Regions from separate parts of the Oryzias latipes genome. Here region 2 is linked to region 1. A link is a contact called in public Hi-C data. All regions are on one chromosome and are shown on one strand. Each heading gives the region's core, a stretch centred on a gene start, on an enhancer-like site or on the middle of the called end of the contact. The rest is flanking DNA. Distances are from core to core; before and after follow the strand shown.

Region 1 (6,095 bases), core at 1,370-3,869:
TCTTTTGTTTTTTAAACAATCAGTTTGCACCTCTCATGTTTTTTGTGAGTCTGCACAATTGACTACATAAGAGAACTGGACTGAGGGGCTCCTACGCTTTGCATGGCAAACAGGAAGTACCTGCTGGCTCAAAAACACAAAGTCCTTGCTCTGATACCTTTTTCAACCGATTCAAGTTTTAAACAGGCTAATCAGATGGCTCAAAAAAAGCCTTCTGGCCCCCACGTCCAACATTCAAAACGCTTGACAGATTTTGTGGGCTGCTTTCAAGTGGTGTGGACTTCCAACATTAACAGGCAACTAAGTTGTGATTGGTCCGACTCAGACCAATCACAAACTAATTGATTAGTAATTTCTGTTTGTTATTTGATATTGACAATACTTACAGAATTGTTAAAGTATCTGATCTGTTAAATGTAAATAACTCTAATTAGAGGTTATAGACCAGTATATGAAAATGATGTAAAAGTTAGTGACGTAAAGCATAACAGAGTGGTAAAGTATAAATTCCTTTCCTCCCACACCTAAAATTATATGTATAATAAAAAATGTTTATTTTAATTGCTTGAAATAAATCAATTCCAAATCTAAACAAAAATGTTTAGTTGTCGAGAAAGTTGTTAAGGTTCCTTCACTAAAACAGTTCAGTCCAGGGGTTGAACCATTCCTGCAGTCTGTGTGGTCATGAGTACATTAGTTCAATACTGGATGCAGCAGGCTCCTCTCAGCACACTGCTCACAACAGCTTGAAGAAGTTTCCACAGAGCTTTGATGGTATGCAATATTAAAACCTACCCCCTAAAGGCTGGTTGGCCCCTCTTTGCTTCTTTGCACCCCGGCCCCAGCCATCTTTACATTAATTGGTCAATGGCCCTCTTTCATCTCTGTTGACTGACTTGAGCCAAAGCAAACACGGCATATTGTGACTGAAGCAGGGGGCCAAAACTCTTCAGACTGGCCCCCTTTTTAGCAAAAAAAAAAAAAATGTTCCAGCTGAAGAACAAACAGCTTGTCAGGAAAATGGATCCACTCTACATTTTTGGATCATCTCAGGGGGCAAATAATGGATCTTTCTTCATAGAATTTAAAATTGATGGCCATCATGAGACCAATGAACTGGTCCACAAGTGGATGAGAATTTCTCATGGTCCTGGATCTTTCTGAGCTGTTCTAGTTGACTGACATGTTCTGCCTCTTTTTTGCCTTTTCTTGAGAAAACGTGTTTTTATCTGGAAGTCTTTACACTCAAAACCACTTCAAAGGTAATCTTTAGACCTTTCTCACGGTCCAATACCACAATGCCATTTTGTGCCCCCAATAACAGTTTCCACAAATATTTTCACTCTGGCATAAAAGAAATAACAGGTTTTTTTTAGCCATTATTTACTGATATATTATATAAATGCTACCATAATTATGGTTAGACAGAAGTACAATTATTATACAAAAAAAAAAAAAAAACAGACTGACATTAGATTGTGTCTTGTGAATGAGTGATTGGAAAAATTGGTTTCAAACTAAGAAAAACAATTGAAAAATACAGCAAAAACATCACATTTGACTTTAAAACAGTGTGGGGAAAAATTGGGTGCACCGGTCTGACAACAGGCTATTTGAACCAAAGGTTTTTGTGAAGGTGTTTAATTTGTTTGTTATTTTTGTCTTTTTTACTGTTGACTTCCTATTGTGAAACAGAAATTCAGATGCCTGTTATGGGCTATCCGGGATACGCCGCACCTTACAAATGATAAGACCAGAAAACAGGGACATGAAATTTCCTATTTATCCTCTTGAAACCTGGCATCCACATATACAAGGACATCACATTGTGGGATTAATTAACACTGTAGTTAATTGTGATTACATGGCTGTGACTACACAAAATAAAAAAAGGCTTATCAAACAAGAGCATGGGTCTCAAGAGTTTAAATGTAAGAAAATTAAAAATCCTTTTATAGATGAAATTTATAAATCTAGTACAGTAGGGATTACTATTCTAGGGTCCAGATTGTTAAATGCCTGGAAATGTAATTTATTCTGAAATACGTATATATTTGAATGTATACATTTTTTTTGGAGAGCTGTGCCTTGCATCATTGTGTGATTGTGTCTGAAAGAATTTGTCATAATAATATTTAAAAAAAATATTAGAATTTTTTTTTGTACTTTGATAAGAGAAGCTTTAATATGTCACAATTGCTCATACCTTTTTCTATAAAGCAACAACGTCTAAATAAATTTTGAAAAATGAAAAAGTTTGAAGCGTCCTCCAAGGGAGTTTAAATTACTTAACAGCTAAAAATGAATTGTTTCACTTTTCTTTTAATTCAATTCAAAATACAAAGATTTATATAATTGATTTATTTTAAATGTGTATTCATGAATTAAATTTGCTCAAATAAATAAGGGAAAAGGTTAATTTGTATTTTTTCAAGCCAACCTGCAATATTTTTCAAAGTAAAATGAAATTTGTTCAGTAATGAAATGTAACAGCCATTAAATAAAATAATCAAATAACGTTTTAAATTAATAATATATTAAATCTTTCTTTGGCAAAATTCATTTCCATATTTTGAAGTAACGTCATTCAACCCGGATGTGACGTAAACAAACTTCCTTGGCAACGCATATGTGGACCTGGAAGTGTTCCTGCGCCGTTTAGCTTGCTAGGTTAAAACAGCACAGAGCACTAAAAGTGTGCGGCAATAAAGTTTATTTTTAGTCAAAATATATACATTTGGAAGCAGTTTGGCCGTATAAGTCAAATGTAATTTAATTAAATGTTTATCAGGCACTTTGGTTGCTGACAGGTCGAACGGGAGAACTGTAAGTTAAGAGAATCTTGTCGTTGAGTTAGCATCTTTTCGCTAATAACAGGCTAACGTAAACACGACCACTTTAACTTGGGGGGTACAAACGAAAAGTTATTAGTTTGTTGTTTATTTGATATTCCGAAAGACACGTAACATAAAACTTGCCAATTTAATAGCATAAACTTAAAATTAGCCGCAAATATTTCGTCACGAGCAGAACTAATATTCAAAGTTACACAGCTATGTCAATTATCCTAATAACTAAGAAGTTTTGTAGAGCTGCGGCTCTGTGTAAATCTCTAAACGTAGCTCAAAAGTTAAGAGAGTTTATTTCCTTCATTCCAATATGGCTCCCTTGGAATATTTTATATTATAAAAACGCCTGGTAATTGTACAAATCTATGGTGCCACATTTGTTAGAAAAATGTGCATTTGTGTTATGAGCAATAAGTTAGAAATTCTGCTCTGAATTCTTATATTGCTATTGCCATTTAAAAGGAAAATAAATAGTCTTTCCTTTCTACACAGGAAAATAATCTACCAAAGACAATATCGGAAAAAAGTAATTGCATTTTTAAAAAATCATTATTGAAAATAATAAATGATTCAAACATGATTAGGTTTTTAATTTTTTAATTATTTTTTTTATTAGAATTGAGCAATCTGGTCTGCAAAAATTTCTAATCGTTCATCAAAGTTTTTTGTTTTTTTGTTCCCATCACAGGTGACATCGGTATTTCTACTGTTCTTTTTTGCTGCTGTCTGGCAGGCAGTGGTTGGCTGGTCAAGGGATGCAGGGGCTATGGAGAGTGTGATGAATTGTGCTGACGAGCAGCAACCCTCCTCCATGGCCAACCTATGGTCCAATAAACAGGAATCAAGCAGGACCCAAAAGGCAAAAGGTGGATTTGTTTTGGTCCATGCAGGTAGGGTCATAAACCAACATTTTTGCCTGCATCTATTTTTAAAGAAGCACACCATAATAGTCGGAGGTTTCTATTGTCGTACTGTACATTTGATAGAATGCCAGATGTTTTTAGTTAGTGACAGATCTGGAATGTAAGTGGGCCCCTTGAGCTCTGGATCCGTAAGATCAGAGTCACACGGTTGGTTCACCTTAAAAATATTAAATTTTCTTAAAGAAATAAGATTTTTTTCCACCCCAAAATAGATATCAACATGTTCAAAAGAATTTAAATATTCTTCATTCACAGTGGGTTTTTAAAAAAAAGAATAAAGCTTTTGGTAAATAGTCAAATTACTTCCTCAGGGAATTATAGATGTTTGATTTTGATCAGTTGGCGACGCACATGTGGTGCTCTACAGCTGGAAAGGGGAAAACATGTCTTCACTTCTGACCTTATTTCTCATCAGATTTCATTGTGGGACCCGAAAACAAACCAGTTAGCTGTAAAAAAAAAAAAAAAAAAAAAAAAAAAAGTGCAAATATGCAATGACTGTTGAAAAAATAGAACTGCTTTAGTTGGAAAAAATGGGATTTACTTTTTGAAATTTGTTTTGATTTCCCCTAGCTTTTGTCAAAAATAAAAGGACGTTTAAATGTAATTACTGTTACTTATCTGAAGTTAATGTCATATAAGTTTAAAGCTGCATTTGCACCAGTTTTCTGACTGTTACTTGTGACAATGCCACCTGGATGAATGAGAACCTTCACTGACATTTGAAATAAATCTGTTTGAAAATTCCTGCATCTGACTAGGAAAATAAAATCTTGTTAATGCTTTTCTGTATATTTGTTCTTTTATCTTTTATCCCATTTGAATTAGGATTAAAGCTTTGAGCAAAACGTTTTTCATGTACTTTCAGGAGCAGGATATCACTCTGAATCTAAGGCAAAGGAGTACAAGCATGTCTGCAAAAAAGCCTGCCAGAGGGTGAGTTTACTTTGTCAGCTCTTAGCAAGAAAAACACAATGAGTGTCTGCATAAAAGCAACACAACTTTCAGTTTATTAGTGTTAATGTTTTCTTTTTCTTTTCTTTCTTTAAAAAAAAAAAACTTTCAGTTTTCTTCAGTCAAATCCATCCTTTCTTTTAAAGGACATTTCAGCCAAAAGACAGCAGTCCTGTACAGATACACAGGTTTTCTCTTTCTTGTACTGCTGTACATTTGGGGGGGGGGTATTTCTTTCTCTTTTTGTGTGAATAAACATAGTTTTCTTTCATTTTTAGACCAGCATAGCTTTGTATGTTCGTTTTATGTTACACAGAAGGCAAAACATCATGTCTCGATTAAAACTAAACTGGTTTGATTAAATTAAATTACATTTTAAGAATTTTGTTCAAAAGAATGTTTTCTAGGGAACTCTAAAAAATATATTTAGAATTTTTTGAGTTTTAGGATTATATTATAGATTAGAAACAGAAGGAAGAGCTGTTGAGACTGACATTCTTATGTGTTTGTTTTGTTTTAGCATGTGACTTCAGTAAAGAGTGTCTTTTTATTTTTGCAGTTTTGTCATGAGGTGAATGACTTGTGAACTTGTCCTTGTTGTGACGTGTCTATCAGGCTGTGGATCAACTCAAAGCCGGGGCGCTGGCCGTGGAAGCGGTGGCTGCTGCGCTGGTTGAGCTGGAGGTTAGTCTCTGAATCATGCCAACATTCTTTATATGAACTCTTCTAACACAGAAATAAGAGGCTGACTAGACTGGACGGGGTTTTTATAACTTCTGGTATCCATTTATCCATCATCTATCTCACTTCACTTTCTAAAAATAACAAATGAGACAGCGAGTTTTCACATATTGATGAAGGGTTAAGTAACAGAATTCCTAGGTATTTTCTTCCACACTGTGGCATTGATATTTTTAGGTGTGGATGAGTCAGGGAACGCCTCGTCCCTCTGAACCGCAGGCTTGTAGGCAGACAGCAGAGAAGCTTCTAAATTCCAATCACAATGGGAGAGGATTTTGGTCAGAAAAACAGCCGTTTTGTTACAAATGACCAGTTTTTTAACCTTTTAAATGAAATAATTTCAGCCTAAAAGCTGCAACCTTCACTGAAAAAGCATGAACAGTGTTTTGAACGTAGCAGGTTTTCAATAAATAATGTCCTACCTCTTCTCAGGACTCCCCTTTTACAAACGCCGGCATGGGCTCCAACCTGAATTTGTCAGGGGAGATTGAATGTGATGCAAGCATCATGGATGGAAAGTCTCTTCATTTTGGTGCAGTGGGGGCCATCAGTGGTGAGTTAGTACACTGTTGTACGATCCTGCAAGAGCTTTTGTTTAACTTTTACTGTACAGCTTTTGTATTGTTTA
Region 2 (6,095 bases), core at 1,240-3,739, 370 kb after region 1:
TGTGGCCTTTCAACAAGTTTTCTCCTGATTGGTGAGACTGGTTGCCATAGAAACGACGAGTCGGGCCGATCGCTGCTTACTGACGTTGTCTGGCTCCAACACGGCGGCGTCTGTATCACACACAAAAAATGGCGACTAAACTGACCTTTTGATTGGAGTAAACCACCTTCTCTGGATGACATCACACTCACTCCAGTTCCCAGATATAGGCGATGGTAAAGCTAACATCCACTATCCGGATGCCGCCGATTTCCACACTTAAGCGTCTTCTCAGAGTCTGAAAATGTGTTTAATTTCCATGTAAAACAGGAACAGGTGAGCCCATTTCCCCACATGATGAGTTCACTTGCGTCTGCATCGACCGTGTGAAAGGAAAGCGTCTTTTCTCTCACAAGAGGAACGGGATCAAAGCCTTTCGAGACTTGGGGTACTCCTTAAACTTTTCCTGGTAAAACCTGTAGGAGGGAAAGCAGACCATTTACAGACAGAGATGGTTGTTTGCTGTTTTCGGTTGGAGCGAAACTAGATGTTTCTGTGCACCTGTGGTGGTAATGAGCTCTCGGACCGATGAAGGAGAGAGAAAACACGGCGAAGGAAAGTGTCGGAAGGGACCAGGTTGCTACGGCATAGCCAAACCACTCCACAATCTCTCCAAAGTAGTTGGCACCAGACACATATTGAAAAAGTCCTCCTGTAGTTGATCGGGAGGGCCACATGTCACTACAAGCACCGACTGGAAAAAGGATTACGTCACCTGTTCCAGACCTGTAGGAATCTTGTAAACCACTTCACTGGGTTTCCTCAGGTTTCGCAGGATGTAGTCACTGTGGACATTGATGGCCATTCCAGTGTAAAACATCAGCAAACCTAAAAAACATTGTGTAATAATAATAAAAATCACATTTCAGATTTAGTAAAAATGTAAATTTAATACAAAAGTGTGTTTACCAATTTTACAAGGATAACCAGAGAGCCATGCATCATCTAAGTGGGCGCAATGCAGCAGGTAGTGGGCCTGCAGGAAGCCATTTATGCTGCAGAAGAACGCCGCTGCCATCATCACGCTCAGGGGGAAAGGCTGTCCTCGCGTCAGCAAAGCATAGACAAACGTCCTGTTGAGGAGGAGGAGGAGGAGGAGGAAGAGGAGGAGGCGGCGGCAGATGCAAAAGGAGGAACACAAGAAGCTTCATGCACTAACTTACAATATTTGTGGATAAAATAGTTAAGCTTCAATTACAAACTTTTGTTTCAGATTCAAAGTTTTAATAATATCTGCAGCTAGATGAATATATTTGATAATATTTATGTAAAAATGTGGCATCTGAGGGGATTCTCCGCGTTTTTAGAACCAACTGATGCTGGTTCTGCTTCAGAATGTCAGCATGAAAACGATTAATGTTTTTAATGAACAGCGTTGTTACACTTCCTTATGAATGAATAAACTACATTAAACGATGGCAAAAATGGCTTTTAATGTACTGACACATTTACATCTTCTGTTCTTACCTCTGAAAGTAGTGCAAGCAAAAGGTCTTCAGCAGCAGATGTTTCCCCACAGCGGAGGATTCGTGCATCAGGAACATCAGCAGCAGAGGGATCAGGAGAGCAGGAATCTCCTGGAGGAACCAGGCCGGTCTTGCAGGTACTTTTCGGCCTGGACACGAGGGCGCCATGTGTCGTCCGTAGGAGCTCTGAGCCTTCCTGTGAAGCACCAGGTGGGCCAGGCCTACCAGGATGAAGCCGTAGCTGAGCCCGCTGACCGCGCTCTGGTAGCAGTGCATCTTGTGCTCTGGTTGGTGAGCGGCGCAGACCTCCTTTATCTTGAGCATCTGCATGAAGCTGATGTAAGGAGTGTTCTCTGACTCCTCCCAAAGTCGAGGAAAAGGTGTTTCAGCCTGCTGGGACATGAAAATGTTCCCTCTTCCACAGCGTTTGTACAAATATTTGTGAAGGGTGACCTACTGACTTGATATTTGGTGTTTTTTTCAGCACCATTAAATTGGTTTAACTGCAGATTAGACGACTTAAAACAAGCTATTTATAAAAGTCCGTTGTTTGTGGTGTGAAATTTTAAATTGTTTGTTTTGTTCTGGGCTCAATTAGAGGAAAGAATTAAAGCGTGTAATCTTGGTTTACATAAGAACACAGTGGAAAACAATGCAAACAGCAGAACAACTCCTGTTCCTGATCCGAGCAAAGCTTCCACTCAATCTGCATTCATCAGAGTATTTCAGGGATTCTGCAGTTGGACTGTTGACTACATCCCAGATCCAGCAGAGCACAGATCCATGAAAGCATGGCTGTTTTGCTGTTAAAAGAACATTTAGCTGTTTTGATGACTGCAGACATGTTTAGTAGAAGTGTAGAAGTATTGACGCCGCCCTGTTTCATAGATCCTATGTATAAATCCTAATTAAATTCAATCTGAAGAGTTAACTTCAGAATATAAATCCTTTATGTATATTAAATAAAACACATTTCAGCATTTAAATACTAAAATGGTTTCAAAAGTGATAATTTTTGTGAAAAATTGGTGCAACATTTTTTTTTAGCTATGATTGTCAAAAAAAAAGTCTTTGTTTCTAATAAGTGAACAGCAGATAAAAGCCGTTTGTTCTCGGTTTACTTTACAGTCAGTACTTTGCTGCAAACTTGAAATACAGGTTTCCCCGTTTTTGTTCTGGAAAAATACATCCATCACATTTTACTCAACACATATAGCTCCCCCTACTCCCTCCTGTGGGTTAAATTAAGTTCTGACACGCTGCAGGGGGGGAGGTGAAGGCTGCTGTCATCATGGGACACCCCCCCCAAACCCTTTCTCTGACATCTTTGTCTGACCCCCAACTCCATCTGGATGAAGTCCATCTGCTGGACTATTCAAACATGTAGTTGTAGAGTCAGATAAGCTGATTCTTCTCTACAAGTTCTGGTCCATCGCCTGTCCGTCCTGGGGGAGGATCCCTCCTTTTTTCTTCTTTTTTTTTTTAATCCATTTTTTAAGGGGTTTTGCCTCACTGTGACGGAGGGTCTAAGTCCAGTTTAGTTTAGCCTTTACCGATTGAATTCTATGAATTCACGTTCTTTATGATTTTCTGTTTCCAATTACCGGTATGAAGCCCGTTGAGACGACGGTTGCTGTGACATTGTCCTATTAAAATGAAATAGAATTGACCCGACGGTGGATTGAAACGCTTCGTCTTTTGTGTTTTCATCACTTTTCCAAAGTTTTAGATATTAAACCTAAACGTTTCGGTGATTTCGGGCAGCAGAATGCTGGAGCTACCAAAAAATGAAAAAAAAAAATGAAAAATGAAAAAAATATTGCTAAAATGTTTTTTATCAATATTATATGAAATGCAAACTCCATTTGAAAACTATTATATTTAATGGATTCAATGGGATCTACTCACTGAGTTTGGGCTATGGTTATTTAGATTTTTTCTGTTTGGTCTGAATGTAAAGGAAGTTCCCTTTGATATTACTAATAATAAATGAGAAGAAACACCATTTGAATTATTTATTGCCCCATAAATGAGGACAATAATAAAGATCGGCCCATATAGCAAACATTGAGCGTGTCCATAACAGCTATTTCCACCATTTGCTTCAATGACTGCGTGACTGAAGCGTCTCATCCTCCTCACTATCCTCATGATGTTGTTGTGAGGTGGTCCACTATTCCACCACTGCCACAAGTCCTACATGCCGACTCAGCGGTCTGATCATCCAGCCCCCGTTTCAGCGGGTCCCAGACATGGTCAATGGGGTTCAGGTCAGGGGGTCATTGCTGGCCATCCTATATAAGCCACTCCCGCGTCCTGAAGTCCAGCTGTGACACATCAGGCACCATGTGGTGGAGCGTTATCCTCCATGAACAGGAAGTTGGGCTGGTGGACTTGGGAGATGATTTTATGGCGTCTCTGAGGTCAGAACATGCAGCGACCGCACCATCTACAAGAACCAAATGGGTTTAGCTCGGAACGCTGACGCCCGTCCAAACGTATTGACCTCGGCGTTACGCTCAGGACGGGGGAGGATCCCTCCTTCATGTGGGCACCCCTGAGGTTTCTTCGTTTTTCCAGAATCCGTTTTTTTGGGAGTTTTTCCTTACCGTGAAGGGGGGTCTAAGGGCAGGGATGCCAGTATAGCTTAGTCAGTTTGTTAGTTCATTTTAGTATTTTACTATTGCACTCTTTGTATTCACGATCCTTTTGAGTTCATGTTTCACTTCGAACCCCATCGAGACGACTGTTGTTGTGATTTTGGGCTATACAAATAAAGTTGAATTGAAATTGAATCTCGCCTTCTCCAGAAACACCGACGAAACTCATCAATGAAAAAACTGGTAAAAATCAGCTTTTTATCCCCACTGTATGTTGACATTAATGAAACTTGAGATTTTTTTGGTTTTGGTCCCGGTAAGACCGACACATTGAACACCGTGAGACCATCATGTGGAAAACACTAAATCAGGTCCGTTGATCGCCCCAATAAAACATCCACCAAGTTTTTCACTAAATTATTGTGAGTGTGTGCATTGTGTGCAAATATGTTTAGGATTATCAGCAGTTATGTCACGTAGACAGCATATTTTTTCTTTGTAATCATTTTATTAATTAATATCTTTGATATACCAGTGTATTTTTATTTTTTATTGTTTTGTTGTTTATAGAAATAAACCCATCAATCACTCAATAATAACTAACAGCTGCTTGAGATTTTCCTGCTGTGGGATGGAGACGGTTCTGAACTGCTAACAGGTTGTTTTCACTCAAATGTGACGCACAAACTGACAGTTATGGTTTTTCTCAGTGAAAGCAGACAAACGACACCGGAGAAGAGATGCTTTTCAGTACATTTTACTTCATTTGTAACATGAATCCTCGGCCTTTTCTGAAGAGCCTTTGGGGATGCTTTGTCAGTGGAACCTGAGATCAAAACTCCTTTGAGGGAGGAGTTAAGCACTGTATGTTCAGATTTATGATGTGCAACGGTCCAATTCATACAACGAGAAGGAAATCAACAGAAAACAACAGACATTTTGGAGGTTGAGCCTTCGCCTCTCCACGTGAACGAGGTGGAGCAGAACAGCACTCCCTGCTGGAGGGAGGAGAGAAGAGCTGGTTCCATTTTAGACCAGCAGACGGAGCACGCAGCCTGGCTGCGCAGAGCAGACGGAGCACACAGCCCGGCTGCGCGGAGCAGACGGAGCTGGACTGTCTGCTAACGGGAGGGGTAGAGACAAACAACCGGGGGTGGAGAACACATTCTAAAATAAGACTGGTTTGTGAGTCGATGTGCAATAGTGATAAAAGGCACAGTAGCACAGTGTGTCATGCTTTGCTAGTTTCCTTAAAATGAGCCTGGAGCTTCAGGCGCCTTTGGACTTTTAGTCTGTGCCCATTTGCTGAGAGGAAGGATGCAACGGCGATGGTAGAAACCCGCTTCGCTGAAGATGCAGCTTTGGGGGCATGGATCGGGACTCATGGAAGTCTTTCAATGGACCGCCGTGCATAAATCCCGTTTTTGTTGCCTTTTACCAAATATCAAGAGAAAGGATCGAATGCAACCAGAACCATTAGCTGCGCTTCCATTGACAATAAAATTGTGACTACTGGATTTGCAATAATAAATTCGCTAAATGACAACAGGTCAATTTTGGGGGGGAAACTCGCGATACAAAGCCCATCGAGACGACTGTTGTTGTGAATCTGGGCTATACAAATAAAACAAAATTGAATTGAATTATCAAATAATAGTTGTTGCACTTGTGTTTTTTTTAGGCGCATGTACATATTTCACAAAACTGCCATGGAAACGCCTTTTTTTTTAAATTAAATGAGTCACATGACCAACAACCAGATAACCCTGGCGGCCTTGGGCGCTGAACGGCGGGCGCCACCAGAGGTCCCAGACGTCACTCAGCTCATCAACAGTTGAGCGACTCATGTGGAATTTACAGATCCTCTGGAAAATCACCAACTACCATTTCCCAAAACGGCTTCATCCGTAGCCCCTCCCACCTGTAAGGAGCTCGCCGCTCACGGCCTGAAGAAGACGCCAACGTCTCCTTTGACAGGTGACGATGAGCG

What was found. Hi-C and Micro-C count contacts between places; a contact is called where the count stands out from the background.
Region 2: a contact with region 1 is called in a Hi-C map of embryo, with 4 times the contacts expected there. The contact joins the promoter of LOC100125532 here to the promoter of tasp1 in region 1. A contact is called at or near these places in 3 of 5 Hi-C or Micro-C datasets (embryo and fibroblasts).

The regions. Positions count from the first base shown.
Region 1 is chr15:27,524,425-27,530,519 of ASM223467v1, forward strand. tasp1 (threonine aspartase 1) reads left to right here and starts at 2,620. Exons shown (of 14, transcript XM_023963409.1): 1 at 2,620-2,826; 2 at 3,538-3,739; 3 at 4,641-4,708; 4 at 5,342-5,410; 5 at 5,900-6,020. The coding sequence starts at 3,616.
Region 2 is chr15:27,895,375-27,901,469 of ASM223467v1, forward strand. LOC100125532 (3-oxo-5-alpha-steroid 4-dehydrogenase 2) reads right to left here and starts at 2,490. Exons shown (of 5, transcript XM_011484703.3): 1 at 1,507-2,490; 2 at 949-1,112; 3 at 766-867; 4 at 541-691; 5 at 1-455. The coding sequence starts at 1,907. The coding sequence ends at 389. memo1 (protein MEMO1) reads right to left here. Exons shown (of 9, transcript XM_023963096.1): 9 at 4,847-6,095.